Linked DNA regions of Mus musculus: region 2 is linked to region 1. The links are chromatin contacts, called in public Micro-C maps. All regions are on one chromosome and are shown on one strand. Each heading gives the region's core, a stretch centred on a gene start, on an enhancer-like site or on the middle of the called end of the contact. The rest is flanking DNA. Distances are from core to core; before and after follow the strand shown.

What was found. Hi-C and Micro-C count contacts between places; a contact is called where the count stands out from the background.
Region 2: a contact with region 1 is called in a Micro-C map of the G1E-ER4 cell line, with 7 times the contacts expected there. The contact joins the enhancer-like site here to the promoter of Zfp760 in region 1. A contact is called at or near these places in 1 of 39 promoter capture datasets (neural stem cells), 4 of 484 Hi-C or Micro-C datasets (the G1E-ER4 cell line and the N1E-115 cell line) and 1 of 115 datasets of contacts at active chromatin or transcription factors (epiblast stem cells).

The regions. Positions count from the first base shown.
Region 1 is chr17:21,706,440-21,709,083 of GRCm38.p6, forward strand. Zfp760 (zinc finger protein 760) reads left to right here and starts at 1,302. Exons shown (of 6, transcript NM_001008501.2): 1 at 1,302-1,454; 2 at 2,172-2,283.
Region 2 is chr17:21,515,036-21,517,679 of GRCm38.p6, forward strand. It overlaps a transcript of Zfp53 not described here. Among named protein-coding and RNA genes, the nearest start is that of Zfp52, 19 kb to the right of the region's middle. Within about 2 kb of position 1,311, at least 421 of the 459 cell types and tissues checked have an H3K27ac peak or open chromatin away from gene starts, as enhancers often do. A contact at or near this core is called in the G1E-ER4 cell line, the N1E-115 cell line, epiblast stem cells and 1 more, where this site is marked.

The DNA of each region.
Region 1 (2,644 bases), core at 52-2,551:
ACTGGGGAGAAGCTTTACAAATGCAATGCATGTGGAAAGTCATTTCCTCAGTTGTCAGCACTTAAAAGCCATCAGAAATTGCATACAGGAGAGAAGCCTTATAACTGTAAAGAGTGTGACAAATCCTTTATTCACTATGCCTCATATAGAAGGCATCAGGAAACTCATTCTCTAGAGAAATTATGCAAACACAAAGAATGTGGTAAGTACTTTCTTGAGTTATCACATCTTAAAACACTTTCCAGAATCCCTACTGGTGAGAAGCCTTACAAATGTGAGGTATGTGACAAATCCTTTATCCAGGACTCACATCTTAGACGACATCAGAGAGTTCATACTGGAGAGAGACCTCACAGATGTAAGGTGTGTGACAGATATTTTGCAAAGGGTTCAACTCTTCGAGCACATCAGAAAATTCATACTGGAGAAAAAAACGTAATAAAGCAATGATTGTGATATACCCTTTATCTAGCATACAAGTCTTAGAAGACATCAGAGAGTTCAGATTAAAGAGACCTTACATCTGTAAAGAATGTCACAAATCTTACTCGGTGCTCAACTCTAACAACACTTCAGAAAATTCATACTAAAGAAAAAAATACCCTTCTAAATAATGTGCCAGAGCATTTATCCGGTCTATACTTACAAATCACACCAGTATAAATAATATAAACATAAATATCTGGACATGGTGGTATAGAACTTTAATCCCAGCACTTGGGAGACAGTGCCAATTGGATCTGAGTTTTGAGTTTCAGGTTTTGGCTTGCCATTTTGTGTGTGTCCGTTGGGGATCGGACTCTGGCCTCTGAATTTAACCTGCTATTGTTTGATGTATGTAGCCCACAGGCTGCTAGTCAAGTCGAGACTATCTTGCATCTGAAAGGTTCCGAATCAAGAGTGTGGGGCAGGTTCTGGGGTGCAGTGTCCTACTAGATCCAGTTCTGGTCAAGGATGGCAGTGCTCATGGTGAGGCTGCGCAGAGAATGTGCAGAGCAGCCTGGCGTCTGGAGCTGTGTGGAAGGCAGCCTGAGACGGAGTGGGAGGGACCGGTCTCCACGGGGCGGGAAAACTGGTCTAGAAAAATAGAGCGAAGAGAAAACTAAAGCCCGCATGGAAGGCCTGGAAAACTCAATTGGACAAGGGATTTGAACCAGTGGGCTGGGTCAGAGAACCTACGTAACCGGAACCTATCTATAATAGGCGGACCCAAAGGCGGCTCCAGTGGCCGCAGGAGGGAGGGGCCGGAAAACCCTCCATTCTCTGAGAGGAAATCTTTGTTTAAGGGCTGGACGGCCGACACTGGCCAGAGTTTCAAGTAGATGTGAAAACTTCCTGCAGCCACTGGAGCCTCGTAGAACGGTCTGGGAGACTCGCCGGTCCGCACCACAGTGGCGGGAACCGCAGCCCGGCGATCCTAGCATCTCCCAGGTCAGAAGAGCTGTAGTAAACAGGTAGGAACTGGACCAGGGGCATGTTCAGTTTTCTGCTGCTCATAAGGATACCGTTTTCACAATTCTGGTGAAGGGTAATACCCTTGAAGATAAGTTTGAGAACATATGAAATGGGACACATGCTGATTTTACCATTTATCCGTGGTTTCCAGAATATTCTCAAGACTGTATCCCTTAGACTAATTGAGTTTATGTTTTGACCATTGAAAACACTATTCTTTTTGCTGTTATGCAAAAACTAAAACTGTTGGCATTTTCTAACGCCCTTGGTCTACCCGTTTCGTATTCAAGAGAGAGGAATTTGACATGGAGACTTTAAGGTCCCAGAGAGCTTGTTAACTACCAGCCCCATAAGGAGTAACTGCAGATTTTGATCAGTTTGTGGATTTTTTTTTTTTTTTTTTTTTGCTAAGCTACACAGTTATGTTTGTAAATTTTAACAATTCTTAAATAAAGGTTTTACTCATCACTCATTTTGCATTTGAGATGCATACACGCTGATGTGAATATAACAAATATGTGTTCTTATGCTGAGGTTTTAAGGCACACCTCAGGAGTCCAGAGAAGTACAGTATGCATGTTGAGAGTGAGGATAACAGGCCACACTGTTTACATTAGAAAACAGTATGTAATGGGACAAAGTTAGAAAGTATCTTTTCTGATGCAAGAAACACTCTGACAATGGACAAAGGGCAAACTGTTGCTTTGTAATTTCAGGGTTGTTGACATGCGGTGAACTTCTCTCAGGAAGAAGAGGAAATGCCTGGACCTCACTCATAGGGTTTTGTACTGAGATTGAATATTGCAGAATTGCAGCAGTCCTGTTTCTGTGAGTAACAATAGTCTCTTGCACTTTTCCTTGCTCCTCGGGGTTCCTGGGGAAATTACTCTGCATGTGTGTGAGCTGTGTGTGAATGAGATGAGCCTCACATCTCACAGAAGAAAGTGAAAGCCTCAGAGAAAAAGACAAAGTTTTCATGAAATTTCATCTGTTCTTCATGTTTGTTATTTTGGGATGTGTAAGGCTTCTTTCGTTTTTGTTCCATGATGAAACTAGATACTCAGTAGTTTATAATATCACTCCAGTAATACAGATTCATTTTTTTCCCTTGAGTTTTGATTGAGCTATGATTAGAAGTAGGATTCAAGTTATGGAAACTCAAAATGCTCCCTGAATATTTTCAGCATGC
Region 2 (2,644 bases), core at 61-2,560, 190 kb before region 1:
GTCTCCCTCATGGACAAACACACCAATTAATTATCAAACAAAAATCCCACCAGATACTGGTACAACAACAAAAATTCCACACTCATGTGGTCTTTTCAAAGAAACTTGAGCTGGGCATGGTAGCACATACCATTAAACACAGGATTACACAGAAAACCTTGTCTACATTCAATAAATGAATGAATGAGCCCCCATTTCTATTATTAGCTGTTTCATACTCATATGAATATATACACAGAATGTGTGTGTGCATATGGGCATATCTAATACTGCCCACTCTCACCTCCTACCTCTCCACTATCCTGGTCCACAATTCCAACAGTCACTCTACTGTGTTCATCTCTATTCATATTGCTTGTGATCCACTGAGATGAACCAGAGCCATTTGTGAGACTGGGTTTGGAGCTATGTATTGGAACCTGATGTGCTCAGCACAGGATGACAACTAAAGACAGTGAGTGACTCTTCTACAATCTATCCATAGCCAATGTTTGAGAGGTAAGGGGAGCTGTTGTTCCCTTTCCTAGACTGACTGTGGTCTTGTGTGAGGCCAGTGCAGGTAAAGACAGCTGCTATTGGTTACTGATTACAATACTTGTATGGAGTCTAGAGAATGGTGTGTCTTAACCTTTCCCTTATTTTCTAACCACCTCTTCTTCCTTGTTCCCAGAGCTAGAGATGGGGTGGTGTAGCTGACGTTTTTAGGCCTGGGAACACATACTTCACTTATTTTCTGCATCTGCGACAGCCAAGAGGCTGCATTCACCACTCCATTTAAAAAAAAAAAGGAAAACAGAACGTTCTCTTTTTTTCCTCTCAAAGCATCGCTGTCACAGAAGACTTAAATGACAAGACCGCCATCTATTGGGGAAATCAGTACAGCGCGGGATTAATTCACCCCTAGGCTGTTGCAAAGGCCTTACCACTTACTTCTTTTCAAAATCCAAGTTCTTTAAATATCTCTCCCCAAGTTCATATTTCAGTATTTTGTTTTGGCTTTTTAATGTTTGTGTGTTGGGGATGGGACTCTCGCTTCTGAATTTAGTCTATTATTGTTTGGTATGAAATATATAAGCCAGAGGTTGGTAGTCCAGTGGAGACGTTAGGCTGTTTGTCTTTTTTATAATTCACCTTACCCAAATCAGTTCCCCAGTCCCTCGCAGCTTTTCCCCTCCCCGCACCCATTCTCCTCTGAGAAGAGGGATTCCCACCACACCTGTATTCACTAGCGCCCCCCAGCCCCTCCCGCCCAGCACATAATCACTGCAGGACTAAGCATATCCTCTCTGACTAAGGTCAGACAAGGCGACTGGGTTAGGGGAAGGAATCCACAGGCATTCAACTAATTCAGGGACAGCTCTTGCTCCAGTTTTGGTGGTGGTGGGGCGGGGGTGGGAGCTGTCGTTTATCTAAAGGGTTTAGAACCCCGAGTGGGGCTCAGATACCGGGTGGAGCGTCCTTCCAAAAACACTTGTGGTCGGCGCTCTCACAAGAGTGTGTGGAGGCTGTGCAGAGCCGGAGCAGCCTGAAAGCTGGAGCTGTGTGAAAGGCAGCCTGAGACAAAGTGGGAAGGACTGGTCTCTGATGGGGCGCAGATGCTCACCCGGAAACATATTTGGAGATCGGAGATCCGGAAGCACATTGGGAGGATTTTCGACTTAATGGAGATGTGTAGGGGAACTGTGTAGAGTGTGAGGAATTAGGAGAAACACGTGGGTGGAAGCTGGGACGCTAAATTACTGAAGTTTGAGAAGTTTTACCTAGAGCCAAAGCCAGAAGTCGCTTCGACAGGTTTCCCCCGTGCACGCGGTCCTGCACCGTGGGTAATCGCGTGGTGCAGATCTGGGGTCGAAAGATACGGTGGACTTGGGGGAAACTAAAATTCCTGGCTGCCGCGGGTGCCGCGGGTGCCGCGGGGCATCCTGGGAGAGTCAGTCAGCAATCAGCAGCGCAGCTGGAACTGCAGCCAGGCTACCAGAGCTGCTGGGCTAGGAAACAGGAAGGAGCAGTTTCTTTTCTGTTCCTGAGGAAGCTGGCTCTGAAATTCTGCGGTGGATGTCTTCCCTTGTGGATACATTTTAGCTCATATAAAGTGGAGTAATCCTGGTTTTTGTTTGTTTGCTTGTTTTTTGTTTTGATCTTCTGATTACCAAAATATTCTTATTAGAATATTCTAAGAGAATATCAGTTCTCTTTGTTGAGGTGAAACGGACCAAGCTCTTGGAATTTACACTCATCCACGCTAACTCCCAGGGTATATATATATATACTTAGTGACTTGGCATCCCTGTAGAACTTTTAGATATTAGTCATGTCTGAAAAGCACAAGAGGCAATGTACCAGTTTTTAGGTTTTACATATTTTTCTGTTTTCTGTCTGATGCGGATATATGCATTCTGTGTTTGGTGACATGCACCCTTCTTGATCAAGGACTTTTTATCTAACGGACTCTTTACCATTTCCTAATACTCTCTGCTTTGTATGTTAATACTTTTGACTTTTCTGTCACTACTATAGTTATGATCACTAGCCATCTTTACTGAACCCCATATTCATGGCATTTAAAGAAATCTTTCTCAATATTTTTTATCTTTAGATATGAAATCTTTTGTAGAAAATATCTTTTAATATCTGCTGTCATTTT